Regions from separate parts of the Mus musculus genome. Here all the other regions are linked to region 3. A link is a contact called in public ChIA-PET, HiCAR-type and promoter capture Hi-C data. All regions are on one chromosome and are shown on one strand. The core of a region is the stretch at or near the end of the contact, and the rest is flanking DNA. Distances in the headings are between cores, read along the strand shown. Region 1 overlaps Atox1 (antioxidant 1 copper chaperone). Region 2 holds the start of G3bp1 (GTPase activating protein (SH3 domain) binding protein 1). Region 3 holds the start of Anxa6 (annexin A6). Region 4 holds the start of Sparc (secreted acidic cysteine rich glycoprotein).

Region 1 (3,275 bases), core at 596-3,095, 420 kb after region 3:
AAGAAAACCTTTACAAGGAGGTCCAAAACACAATAAGATTGTTTGGAAGAGATGGAGGCCAGGGCCCCACCCACAAACCCCAGGGATTCTGGACCATGCTGGATGCGCAGGTCCGAAGCACAGCAAAAGCTGCTGGTGTTGTCATCCTGTAGGGGACGAGCCTTTAGGAGGCTGCACAGGGACCAGGAGAGGCAGTGGGGCAGAATGGAGGGTTTGTGTCCTCCAGAGATCAAATCTCAGGTACAGGAAGCACGTCCAGGCTGTGCGAACCACAGCGGAGCTGAGCCCCAGACTCCACGCTGGCTCGTTCCTGGGAGAGGACCAAGTCCAGGGCCAGGAAAGGCAGGGAGCACTAACTTCTATTTCCTTCCTTATCTACATTTAGTGTGTGTGTGTGTGTTCTGAGTGTGTGTGGATGTGCATGTGTTGCGTGTGCGCGTGTAAAGGGCAAAAGACAATGTGAGGGACTCAGTTCTCTCCTTCCACCACATGGGAGATTGAACTCAAGTTGTCAGGCTCAGTAGCAGGCACCCTCATTTTCTGTCATTGTCCTTGTTAAATTTACTTTTTGAGTCAGGGTCTCTCTCTCTAACCCGGGTTAGCCTTGACTTCCTGGTTCTCCTCTCCTGCCTTAGCCTCCTGTGAACTGGATCGTCTTCACTTTTTAATTTGCTGGAATGTCCCATAGACACAGAACACATGGCTTAGGTTCCAAATGCTCACATTAAGGAGGATACTCTACACAAAGGGGAACCTCTCACCCCCAGTTGATTACAGCTGGCCTCTGCCAGGGGCCCTCATGGGTCACTGATAGAGTCAGCACTATCGTAACTATCATTTACACATTCGCACAGACTGCCTGGCTCCTTCCCTCCTCTGCCACCCACCTTCGTGGGGCTCTGGTCAGCTCACTCACATTCACCAGGCCTCGTGTTTCTCAGTTCCAAAGAGAACACAAACCACCAAAGTGACTGCAGTAATTCATGGGTCAGACACACTGCAGAGGAAGCGAGGGTGTTGGACACAATGAGGACTGCTGGGTGGGCAGGCGACTGTCCTGCTTCCTGACAGAAGGGCACTGGCACTGGTCCACTTCCTGCCTCCCTGGGACCGGTAACATGGAAGGAAGATAGCTTAGATGGGTCACTGACTCTGCACCAGGCTGGGCTGGCGCCACATCCGGCTCCAAGTGGAAGGAAAGGCAGGGTGAGCAAGAACTCATGAAGAGGGATGACAGAGGCTTGGGACACAGTGTGGGACACTACTGTGAAGGGACAGCCACTTCACCAAAGTAAGAGGCTCACCATTTCAGAAGAGTCACATACTCTAAACTGAAAGCACGCTGACCAAGCAAGGTGCCCCTCGAATCCCGTGGGACTCTGGGAACATAACACAGCACTCTGTCTGCTCACAGGAGGCCCTCAAGACCCCCGAACTTCTCGCTTGTATTGGACAATGAGGACGTGCTTGTGACCTTTCCAGAGAGGGGCAGCGGGCTGGACATATCAGGGCACCCCCTACCTCTCTCTCGAGAAGCCCAAGTCCAGTCTGAGCACCTCAAATCCAGGAACCCCAGTTGCAGTGTGCTCCAAAACTAGACAGTGCCAGCTGGATGGTGAGAAGGTTTGGGGTTTTTCTATTATGGATGCCCTCTGGGTGGATTTAGGCAAAGATTCCAAACCCCAAAGAAATTGCAATCTGAACTGCTTCTGGGCTCAAGCCTTTCAGATGAGGGACCCCAGGAGAAGCAACAGGCTTGTGCAACAATGGCTGGGACCTCACCCACCTGCCTCTTCAGTTTATATCCGGAAGGACTCGCCCAGGTCCTGGCTACTTGGGGCCAAGGTAGGAAACAGCCTTTCCTGTTTTGTTGAGGGTTGCCAGCAGGGTGTCTGAGCTGTGCTCAGAGTCGATGCAGACCTTCTTGTTGGGCAGGTCAATGTTGAACTCCACTCCTGTTGGGAAGAAGCAAACTGGGATGTAGGAGGGGGAAGCAGGACCCTTCCACTCACTGGAACAAAGAGGTCGGCCTCCTTAATATTCCTGTCACACCCGGCGAGCTCTTTCTGTTTTAGGTACTGTGAGCGCGGCAGGCTCTGCTGCAGGCTCTTCTCTATGTGTAAGGCGTTTGGGTGATGGGGCTTGAATCCAAGGCCTCAAGTACCAGGTGCACACTCCACTCTAACCTCTTTCCTCAGCCCCGCGAGTGAGTCTCTTCTCTCCTTTTCTCCTTCCTCTCTTTCCGTCTTCCCGCCCCCCAATCCTACTATCACTACCACCTCACTTTCCCATGCCCACATCAACCTCCCAATTTAGCAAGCCCTCCTTCCTTCCCTTTCTTTATAATCTTATTTAAAAGATTTAAAAATTATGTTTATGCTTGGGCCAGTGTGTGGGTATGTTCACATGAGTAGAGGTGCCCTGCAGGCCAGAGGTGTAGGGTCTGGAGTTGTAAGTGGTTGTGAGCTGACAGATGTGGTGCTCGGTCCTCTCCAAGAGAAGTACATACTCTTAACCATCAAGGCGTTTTCTCAGGCGGGAACTTACTTATTTTTTGTATGTGTTTTTCTTGCATGTATATCTGTGTACCACGTTTGTGCAATGACCATGGAGGTCAGAAGAGAGCGTTGGTTTCCTTGGCTGTGAACCATCATATGGTGCTGAGAACGGGATCCAGACCTTTGCAAGAGCAGCTGTACTCTTCTCTCTCCAACCGCTTTCTTTAAAAATCTTATTAATTTTAATAAGAACACGGGTGAGTGTGTGTTAAGTGTGAGTCTCTGTTAGCAAGTATGAGTGAACAAGTGTGTGAAAAGAATCTGTATACGAGCGTGTATGTGTGTCAGTCTGAGTGTGTGGGAGAATAAATGTGTGTGAGTCAGGGAATGTATGACAGTGTGTCAGTGAGCATAATGAGCATGCATGTGAGGGAGGTAAATGAGTGAGGTACATGTGTTGGGGGTGTGCATGTGTGTGTGTGTGCATGTGTGTGTGCATGTGTGTGAGTGTGTGAGAGCGTGTATGATAGTCAAAGACAACTTAGAGTCAGATATCTCCTTCTATGTGGGTCCTAGAATTAAACTCAAGTTTGGCAGCAAGCACCCTTTCTCACTGAGTACTTAATGCTTGTGTGCTCTGTCTGTCTGTCTCTGTCTCTGTGTCTCTCAACGTGGTACTGGGTCTCACATGTGTATTCTACTACTGAAGCCCTGGGGCTCCCCAGCCTGTGTGTGTGTGTGTGTGTGTGTGTGTGTGTGTGTGTGTGTTACTGCTAC
Region 2 (3,235 bases), core at 282-2,781, 440 kb after region 3:
CCTTTCCCTTTGCACGTGGGAACTGTGCACGTGTTCCTTTTGGAAACTCGCTGTAACACTTTAACACCTGTATTTTCGGTATTTAAGAGGTTAGGGCAGGAGGATGGCGAGTTCGAGATCAGCCTAGGGTATGGTAAATCCAGCTCAGCATAGGCTACAAGGGGAGACCTTGCCTCGAAAAGCCCTGAAACAAAACAAATTAATGCGAGTTTAGCTTGCTTTCAGGATTTCATGTCACTCAGAATGGCCTTGGACTCGTGTAGCTCAGGATGGCCTGGAATTCTCCCTGCCTCCAGGGAACACAGACTAGTCTAGTTTGTGTTTAGCATTTGGATCACAGCTCTTAATATAAAATGCTCATGGTGGCCAGAAGGCTCACAAAACCCCCCCGAGTTGGGGTCAGCAGCAGACTGAGGTACTACTATTTGGACCCTGGAGCCTTTATGGGGGAACCTTAGGCGTGTCTGCCTAGGAGTTGGGTAAAGTTCCCATTTCAGTTTGAAAAGCATGTGACAATGGCTGGTGGTGACGCATCCTATAACTTTCGCCAGCCAGAGGGTGATCAAAGATGGGATGTTGTCTCTGCAATCACAAGATTGGAAAACCTGAAAACGTCCAGGAGCCACCCGGGCACGCCAGCTTGGAAGCCACCCGGGAACAAGAGCATTCCCAAACGCCAGGGAGGCTGCCTCGCGGTATGCTCTGGGGTGCCGACCAAGCCAGTTTCGCTGTCCTCGGTCGCCACTGCATTCGTGCTGAGTAATGCTAAGGGTCAGCAGCTCCTGCTCTTCCGAAATGCATGCAAAAAAAGTTTTGATGCGAAGAGAAAAAAACCAAACCAAAAAAACAAAACCCGGGAAACTGTTACTTAGATCCCGGGTACCAGAGTCGCCTGGGAAGGCGGGAGACCGGTCCTCGAGGACAGGATTCAACCTAAGAGGAAGAGAAAGGAAAGGGAACGGAAGACGCAGCTAGTCCATCCTCTTAACCGCTCCAGAGGGCACGGCGGCCCTGGGGCTGCCTTTGGAGAGGGCCATCCCTCCCTGTCAATCAGCTCCATTCGGTGTTGCGATTGGCTGGGGGCTTCCTTGCTCCCCGCCCGCGCCTACCTCCTAGTTGCATGGGGTTTACTTCCCCAAAGTACACGGGCCCCACCTTGTGGATCAACCGCTCCTGCCTGGACAGTGGGTTTCCGCCCAGAAAAAGAAATGTAAGCCAATGAGAACGGGTGCATGCAACTATTGGCTTGTCTGAGTGTCGCTCTCAGTGCATCCCGCCCTCATTTTTATAGACCATCTGAGTATTGGCGAGGTTTCGTGTCCATCTGGGCTCTAGCTCCTTCAGTTATAGGCAGATGCGGCAGCCACTCAGGAGCTCGGCCTCTAGACAAAGACGCTGTCCAATCATAGCCAAGGGGCGCGGTGGCGAGGCGGCCATTGGTCCCTGCATGCGACCGGGAGCAGCAGGTTCGGCTGAGCGCGGCTATATAGCGGGCGGCGGGCACGCGTGCCGCGGCATCGCGCGAGGGACGCCGCCACCTCCTCCCACGTAGCAGCCCTGTCCTCCCGCTCAGCCGCGCAGGTACTTGGGCCCGCGGGTGGGGCTGATCGGATGCGGGCCGGGCATGAGCCGAGCTGCGGCCGCGAGCGGGGCGCCCCGGGAGACCGCGCGGCGCGTCCCCACCCCCACCAACGGCCGGCGCGGCCTCCTGCCTGCGCTTTAGGGCCCGCGCGTGGTCCACCGCACCAACGGCGGGCGTCACGCGTCTGGCCGGCCCTGCGTGCTCCACGCGCATTCTCTGGCGCGCGCCGGCTCTTCCGGATGGTATAGCTGGGCCTGGACCCTAAGGAAGCCTTCGGATATGGGGATGGGGGTTGGGGGAGCCCAAGCTGAGAGCGTGATCGCGCCTCCCAGGGTTGCAGAACGGAGGCGCGCGACCCCGGGTTCAAGGGCTCAGTGGTGCAGAGACAGCCACGCCAAGACGTGATCTCTCCAATCCCCCCACTGTTTCCCCCTGCACTATGCCGAGAGTTCCCTTTTTTCCCGCCCTTCCCGGTCACCTGGGTGCAATCAGGTAGGTCCAGTCAACAGGAGAACGAGGTGGAATCAAGGCCCTCTGTAGGGAAAGGACAGGCATCTGTGCAGGCTACGTGGCTGTGGGACACCATCGGCCACTGAGCTCTTGAATCTGAGGTGCAAACCCCAGTATAAGAAGTCCCGTGGTGGCATCTGCGAGCCAGTGGGGGACTCCAGAGAAGAGATTAGGAGTGGGGTTTTGAATGACAAAGGAAGACTTAGCTTTCTTCGCACTTACATAGATAGATAGATGCGCCTCCAAGTTAGCTTCTGGGAAAAATAGAGAAAAATACAGTGAGTGTAATGTAATCGAGTGTGCCTCTCAGCAGGTCCGAAACGCACCTCGAGGTAACGGGAAATTCCCGCCAACAGGAAGTCAAACTCTGACATTAGATCTTGACTCTTCAAGACCCCTTTTTAACTTAGAATGTTTTAGTTGTGAATCAGAACAAACTTAGATTAAAAAAACCTTTGTTTGAGAAGGTCGTAAGTCCAAGGAAACAAAGTGTTTAAATTCTTACAAGAGTTGAAGTTAAAGTTTGAAATTGGATAGGACCGGCCCGGGCTTCAGTGCAGAGGTGGAGCACTTGGCATGGAATACAGGAAGCCCCGGGTTCAGTCACCAGAGCCACAAAAATAAGTCACATCTGAAATTGCTGGGGAGAGGATGGTGTCCAGTGTCCAGTTATTGTGCAGTGGGTCACAGTCACCGATTGGGTTTGTTGGCAAGCACAGCCATTAGGTCTCCTGCCGAACCATCGATGATCAACTGCCTTTTTTAAAAATTCTTACTGTGGAGCCCTTCCTGGCCTGGAATTCAAGAGGATCTCAGAATCTTCTCGGTGCCAAGAGTTAAGGTGCCTCCACTAAGCCCAACCGAGTAATTTATTTTAGTACTTACTTGGTTTGACTTCTACGGGTTGCAAAGCTATTTTCAAGGATCTGTGGTCAGCCTATCTTTCTATGCTGAGGATTGCCTTTAACCCCTGGCTAGAAAGCACGTTAAATGGCAGATGTTTCACATCGAAGACTACAACAGAAGTTTCAGGACTAGTTCTTGAGGGGCACATCCTTGCAAAAAGTTAAAGACCACTGACATTTAACAAAGTGGCAACGAAGAACCAAACGCTGTGGGGATGCATGCTGAATTTAACTGCCT
Region 3 (3,020 bases), core at 99-2,598:
GCAAGGGGATGAAGGCCTTCTCCTTCCCTCCATGCCCAGCCACACCCCACTCCCAAATCTGAGAACAGTTGAATTGGCGGGGGGGGGGGGGGGGGGGGGGCACCGGAAGTGGCGGCCACCTCAGCAGACCACTATGGGGAACAAGGGCCCAGAGAGAAAAGAAGTCCTTCCAAGTGTCCCAGGCAAGCTGCAACTCATGGATATGGGAGAGGATTGCCCAGGGTCTTCCTGCAGGGCTTAGGGCCTGCAGCCAGAACATCAGGGCATACAGGGGCTGAAATAGTTCCCGGGGGATAAGAAAGGCTGGAGAGTCAAGCTATTCTGTCGGAGAGGTGGGCTCAGCAGCTTCAAGATGTGATCTGGCCAGGTGAGGTGAAATGGAGGGCAGATTCTAAGGGAACACCAGGATCCCCTACAAATCCTGGAGCCATATGCCCAAATTTGGAAGTGTCTAGTAAGACCCACCAGAGTTTAGACAAAAGGGGGTGGGGCGGGAGTGGGGCGGGGGTGGGGGGAAGCAGAAGCCAGATTCTCTCTAAAGGAGAGTTTCATCGACCACACCTGTACTCAAGATTCCCCAACCAGCAGCCAAATCAAACCCACTTTCATAGGACTGAAAGCGGGGGTTATCAACACTTGTGAGATGGGGGCTCAGAGAGGGAAAGGCGGCTGGCTCAAGGCCACACTGCAAGTTGGTGGTGGGATCTGGATTCGAGGTCAGTAGGAAGCATCTAACTAAGACCCTGAAAAACTGGGAAGGAGCCGGGTTGGCTTAGGAGAAGCAAAATTCAGAGTGGGACCTCTGCATCTTGCTAAGAGCCTCTGCGGCTCCCGGAAAGGTGAGCATCTCCGGAAAGACAGCAGGTCCTTCCTCTGACCCGCATCAGGGAGCCTTTCTCCCGGACCACACCACGAACCGTCTGGTGCTCAGCAGACTGTTCAATTCCTCAAGCTCTCCAAGTTGAGTAACTCACAGCCTCCCGCGAGGGTCACCAAGTTTTTCCACTACTTTAGACAATTAGGCTCCTGGGTCTTGGACCACACCCTCGGCGGGGCCGGGCGGGGGGCACCAGCTCCCCTCCCCCCTCAGGGTGCTGTCAACCAGCGCCAGCACTTTGGGTTCCCTCCCGGGACACACCCAGCCGCGACACCCCGGGGTGACCGCACACCAGCATGGACCCGACCAGGTCCCTTCAGTCCTGGACCCCGTGTCCCGCAGCGACTCTGCACACTCACCGCGCTAGGGAGGCCTCAGATCAGGGCGTATGGACAGACGCAGCTCGAAGCCCGTTAGCCTAGCAGCAGCCGCAGCGCAGGCTGGGCGCACGGTGGAGGGGGACACGTGGCGCGCAGGGGCCAATCGGATTCGCTCGCTGCCCGCCCCGCCCTGTCCAGCCCCACCCCGAGTGCTTCTTTTTTGGAGTTTGGGTGTCACCGGCTGCAGGGGAAGGGCATGGGGGAGGGCGCCCTCGGGGGAAACCTGCCACCTCTTACCTGGGTCGTTTCTGACCCCAGCCCTGACGTCACCTCCAGAGGGTAGGGGATTTGGCAAAGGTCACGCTGCCACCCAGAAATAGAAGTCAAATTAATGTCCTGTTCTGGACACATTCTCCAACATTCCTGCTACTCACCAAAGCTTTGTTGAGAAATTTGAAGCTTGCCAAAATTGAAGTTGAGACCTTACCTGACTGATCAGATTTCACGCCTTCCTGCCCTATCGGGTCACAGGCGTAGTCACCTACTTTGCAAGGAAGGAAAGACCAGAGAAGACCGCGCCTCGCCCAGGGTCACTCAGCTTGCAGATTGTGGGGTTGGAAATCTAATTTAGATTTGGCCTTGGGGAGTGGGTTCTGGTTGAAGAGGGAGTGATAGGAGGACCAGAAGTTGTCATCCAGGTCTGTGTGGAAAAGCGGTACAACCTCTGGAAAACAGATAGCCCAGCTTTGATAGAGAAATCTCCCTCAACCCCCAACCCCCGCCCCCACCCCGCCCCCACTGCCTGGTGGCCACAGCGGACAGCAGACTTCTGTTTGTTAATAAGTTCCTTGAGTTTCTTTAAAGGGTCATCCTCAGGAGCCAACTAGCTGCCTCAGAAGGCCAAGGTGCTTGCTGCCCTACAGGGGGCTCGCACATATTTTTTGCACTTCAATAAAGAAAATGTAATTTTTAAAAGTTAAAAGTTTAAAAAATATTATCTCCAGAATCTGTCACTCGTTCAGAGAGTAGTAAGCATCTTCCAAGATCTAGTTGGAAAATTGTCCTCCGTTTGTTTGTTGCTTGTTTGTTTTTCATTTCACCCAAAGAACACTTACTGAACCTCTGGTGCAAGCTAGAGCAAACTGAACAGGTGAGCTCTGCTGCCCAGCCCCACCCTTGGGACCTGCCAATAGACAGAGGTTTAGATTTCTCTATGGGAAGCCTGGGGCTAAGGTGGAGGAAGCACTTGGGGCAAAGCAAGTGGGGCAGTGTCACCTTCAGAACGAGAATGATGCCATTACAACTTTTGAGAGGAGCAGATTATCAGCAGAGCCTGCATCCCAGCACTGAGAGGCTGGAGCAGGAGGATCCGGAATTCAAGGTCATCACTGGCATCAAGGCCAGCCTGGGCTACACGAGACTGTCTCAGAAAACATGCAATAATAATGGTCTGGGGGTTGTGGCTCAGTTTGTAGAGTGTTTGGCATGCACGAAGCCCTGGGTTGGATAGCCAGTACCACATGAAATCAGAATTACGGGTTCATACCTGTAATCCCAGCACTCAGAAGCATCAGAAGTTCAAGGCCATCTTCAACCACATAGCAAGTTCAAGGACAGCCTGGGCGACTCTCTCAGAAAAAAATCAAATAAATAAATAGGTTGGGGAAGAAAACAGAAGAGGGCTGGCCCTGCCTGACAAGATGGGGTCCGTGGTCTCCCTGCACACAGTTGTAACTGCTGTCATTCACTGGGCATTTTCCATCAGTCATAAGGTTCAATATTCCACCCTTGTTTTAAATTAACATACTTGTGTGCACATGTGT
Region 4 (3,414 bases), core at 501-3,000, 390 kb after region 3:
AGCTGACTCCTTCTCCCAGAGCCACCCCACCCCCTCCCCCTCCCTCAGTGCCGCTCTGTCGATGTGGCAGCCGATGGCTAAGTTAACCAGAGTTAACTCTTCCCTCAACCACTTCTTTCAGGTTTAATCCTTGGCAAATACAAATTTGTTTCTATTTCCGAATTACACCTTACACCGTCACACCATTCTGGGGGTCTGCATCTGTTTGGGAATATCTTAAACCTAAAAGCTGTGGACACCCATCATCTCTTAAACACAAACAGAAACACTCATGCACGCGCACTCACATACACACACTAATTCCAGAGACTCTTTGAAGTTGCTTATTCGTAGACCACTTTATAGGCTCAATTAAGTGACCCTGCTTGGGAAGTCTTAGGGGAATTCGGGTACCCCAAAAGCTATCCCTCTTCCTTAGGACAGGAAGGCTACACTCAGGGGAGATGGCTATGTGAGATCGCCCACAAATTGCCTAAAGCTTGTTACCTCATGTAGGGTCCGCATCTCACTCCACTCCCTACACTAGGAAGGTTCTAGAAACTTAAAAGAGTTGTCAGTGGAGACACTCCCTCCCTGCAGGTGTGCTGTCTGTCCCTGAGGCAGATGCCTGATACCTGTTTGTCCCCCTTAGGTGAGGCTTATTTCCAGCCATTCTAGGAGTCACAGGAAGTTTACAGAACAGCTTGGAGCAGACAAGCTTTCAACAGGCTGAGTCTTGGATAGATTCAGTAGTAGCAAGAAAAGTGTCCTGGAGCTATATCTCTCTGTCTCCCTCCTCCCCATCACACCCTCCTCCCTGTCGTCTCTGGATTGTATCAAATTGTTGGCTTTCTCAGATGTCTAGATACGGTAGAAGCAATGTTAATGCCAGTGATGACCACCTCTCAGAATTAGGCTGGGAACAATGGCAACCCCAGGCTGGGAGAGACAATGGCATTTCAGACTGACTGAAATGCCACGGGGTGATGGGGTGGGGGTGGACAGAGATTGAAGGGACCAGAGCCTTCCCAGAGGAACTGACTAAAGGGAATGTCTTGCCTTGGCTGTTTACAGATCTGTTTATCCTTCTTGCAAAGTCCCATTTGGACAACAGTGCTCTGACCCAGAACTGGATGTCTGTTCTCCCAGAATAGGAAGCCAGACCCAACAGGCTGCCAGCCAGATTTTCTCTGGGTTGGCAGTCATGATGGGCAAATGAGGATCGGATTCTCAGAAAAGGAGGCAGCTGCCTCCGAGGGTGACAGAGGACAGACCAGTAGCCTCTGCCACCAGAGAACACAGAGAAAGCGGTCCCCGCAAACCATGGCTATTTTCTGCAGTGCTACAGAGACAACAAGTTCCCCTGTGAGTGAGCAACAGGTTTCCAGCTCACCTCCCCCTGAGACTGGTCATGGGGATGGGGCAGAGAGGAGATGATGAAGCTTACAGAAGGGCAGGGGCTGACAGGGAGGTGCATACCTCGGCACAGGCAGGCAGGCAGGCAGGCAGGCAGGCAGGCGGCAGAAGAGTTCTGGCGGTCTGAAGGGCTGCAGGAATGTGGAGGGGTTTAGAGGCGAGCAGCAGGAAGCCTCTTGGAGCTCTGGGCAGGGTCTGTCTCACCCTCCGCCTCCACTCAAAGGCCCTCCTCCTCCTCTGTCTCCTCCTTCCCCTGGCCTGCCTCCCCCTTCTCCCCAGAACCAAAGCTGTCTTTTCTTTCTCCCTTCCTTGCCTTGTGGTAGGCTGTGTGCTACCCAGACACCCTGGCCCCACCTGTCTCATCTGTTCTGGGGCTCCTGCCTAAACAGACATGAGGGTCAGGGCTGGAACAGCTGCTGGAATCACCTAGAACAGGCCAGGCCTTGTTCAGAGCCGAGGCTGCTGACTGAAGAGTCCTAGACATTAACCGAGAGAAGAGAGAGAGAGAGAGAGTCACAGAGGCACGGCTAAGCCCCTTGTCCTACTTTACACACAGCCAGCGAGTGAACTTGCCTGAGCACTCTCTTGGGCTTAGCAATGTACAGCAAGGCAGAGAGTGCACGCTGGCATGGCAGTGGGGGAGCAAAAGTACCCAGTTTTCTCAGTGCCAACAAAACAAGCTGCCACTGGTGATACTGGTGGCATCATCCTTGATAACGAGGCGAAGTCCCCTCTAGGTCTAGTGGCACCAACCACGGGTACGTGAAGGATTAGAACTAAGCTGGAAGACTTGCGCTGTCAGTACCTGACAAACTCAGAGCAATAATACTGATAGTCAGATCAGAAGCAATAGCAGGGTTGGTGGGGAAGCCACAGGCCTTTCATTTAGGTGTTGTTTGGTTTTGGAAGAGGTCGCACGTAGCCTGGGCTGACCACTCACTATGTAGCTGAGGATGACCTTGAACTATTGATCTTCCTACTTCTATCTACTTCCAGGGTGCTAGGATTACATGTGTGTGCTACCTACCATGACTATTTTATTTAGTGCTGAGGATTGACCTCGGGGCCGGGGGGGGGGCAGGGGGGGGTGTTAATGATTGTTAAGCAAGCATGCTACCAATGAAGCTGCATTTGCAGCCCAGACAGACACACCAGAAGAGGACATCGGACCCCATTACAGATGGTTGTGTGCCACCATGTGGTCGCTGGGAATTGAACTCAGGACCTCTGGAAGAGCAGTCAGTGCTCTTACCCGCTGAGCCATCTCTCCGGTCCCAAGAGGCCATTTTAATAACAGGGGCACAGGCTCACGCAGGGCAAACAGCTTACCCAGTAACACCTGACCAAAAGTGGTCTGAGAACGCTGAGTCTACATTTCAGCCCCACTCTTCTTTGGGGAACATGGACACTCCTCATCTATGCAGCAGCTCTTGACTGAACATTTTGGGCCTGCCTACCTGGGGAGGTACCAGAATAGACGTGGTGGCAGGAGTTTGGGGTGTGGCTAAAGGGATGCACCTCATGTGCAGAACCACTTCCTCAGTGATGCAGACCCCAAGGCTTCTCCCAGGGGGTCAGATCAGCAGAAACTTCCTGAAAGCGTAGATATCGAAGCAGCCATTGAGTTTGGATAACAGGGGACTGGAGAAGGTAAAAGAACAGTCTAGAGATAAGCTTATACACACCAGGATCCCTGCCTTCCCTGCCACGCCCTCATCTACCACACTCCTCCTGCTCTCCAGCCAAAGCAGTTTGGACTGGACCTTTCCTGAGCCTGGACCTTTCTCATCCTTCAGAACTCTATTCTAATGTCACCTCCTTAGATAAGCCCTCCTTGTCCACTCAACATATAAGTCTCCTTGCCTCTCTCACAGGAAGTAGACACCTCAACATCATCTCCCTCCCTCCCATACCGTATAGCACCATCTGCTGCCTTCCCTTGACAAGCAGCCCAGGAAAATGGGGGCTTTCATGCATCTGTCCGAAAGGTTTTTAGTTAGTTTTGCTTTGTTTGTAATC

What was found. Promoter capture Hi-C pulls out the DNA fragments that hold promoters and counts their contacts. ChIA-PET counts read pairs in DNA pulled down with a chosen protein or histone mark. HiCAR-type assays count read pairs that join an accessible place to other places.
Region 1: a contact with region 3 is called in a HiCAR-type map of embryonic stem cells, with 3 times the contacts expected there. The contact joins the enhancer-like site here to the promoter of Anxa6 in region 3. A contact is called at or near these places in 3 of 39 promoter capture datasets (the HPC-7 cell line, embryonic stem cells and hippocampal neurons), 1 of 15 datasets of contacts at CTCF or cohesin (the NIH/3T3 cell line), 16 of 484 Hi-C or Micro-C datasets (B cells, the BV-2 cell line, LSK cells and 6 more), 4 of 115 datasets of contacts at active chromatin or transcription factors (all in embryonic stem cells) and 1 of 9 other capture datasets (embryonic stem cells).
Region 2: an RNA polymerase II ChIA-PET map of memory CD8 T cells shows a contact between it and region 3, with 11 read pairs. The contact joins the promoter of G3bp1 here to the promoter of Anxa6 in region 3. A contact is called at or near these places in 2 of 39 promoter capture datasets (embryonic stem cells and hippocampal neurons), 2 of 484 Hi-C or Micro-C datasets (B cells and liver), 4 of 115 datasets of contacts at active chromatin or transcription factors (embryonic stem cells, memory CD8 T cells and pancreatic cancer cells) and 1 of 9 other capture datasets (liver).
Region 4: a promoter capture Hi-C map of embryonic stem cells shows a contact between it and region 3, with 5 times the contacts expected there. The contact joins the promoter of Sparc here to the promoter of Anxa6 in region 3. A contact is called at or near these places in 6 of 39 promoter capture datasets (the 3T3-L1 cell line, the SN4741 cell line, cranial neural crest and 2 more), 1 of 484 Hi-C or Micro-C datasets (embryonic stem cells), 5 of 115 datasets of contacts at active chromatin or transcription factors (embryonic stem cells and microglia) and 2 of 9 other capture datasets (adipose tissue and embryonic stem cells).

The regions. Positions count from the first base shown.
Region 1 is chr11:55,448,671-55,451,945 of GRCm38.p6, forward strand. It overlaps Atox1 (antioxidant 1 copper chaperone), which reads right to left. Exons shown (of 4, transcript NM_009720.3): 3 at 1,787-1,955. The coding sequence ends at 1,831. Among named protein-coding and RNA genes, the nearest start is that of Atox1, 11 kb to the right of the region's middle. Within about 2 kb of position 1,846, at least 11 of the 459 cell types and tissues checked have an H3K27ac peak or open chromatin away from gene starts, as enhancers often do. A contact at or near this core is called in embryonic stem cells, where this site is marked.
Region 2 is chr11:55,468,221-55,471,455 of GRCm38.p6, forward strand. G3bp1 (GTPase activating protein (SH3 domain) binding protein 1) reads left to right here and starts at 1,532. Exons shown (of 12, transcript NM_013716.2): 1 at 1,532-1,581.
Region 3 is chr11:55,032,123-55,035,142 of GRCm38.p6, forward strand. Anxa6 (annexin A6) reads right to left here and starts at 1,349. Exons shown (of 26, transcript NM_013472.5): 1 at 1,237-1,349.
Region 4 is chr11:55,418,330-55,421,743 of GRCm38.p6, forward strand. It overlaps Sparc (secreted acidic cysteine rich glycoprotein), which reads right to left and starts at 1,751. Exons shown (of 10, transcript NM_009242.5): 1 at 1,459-1,751.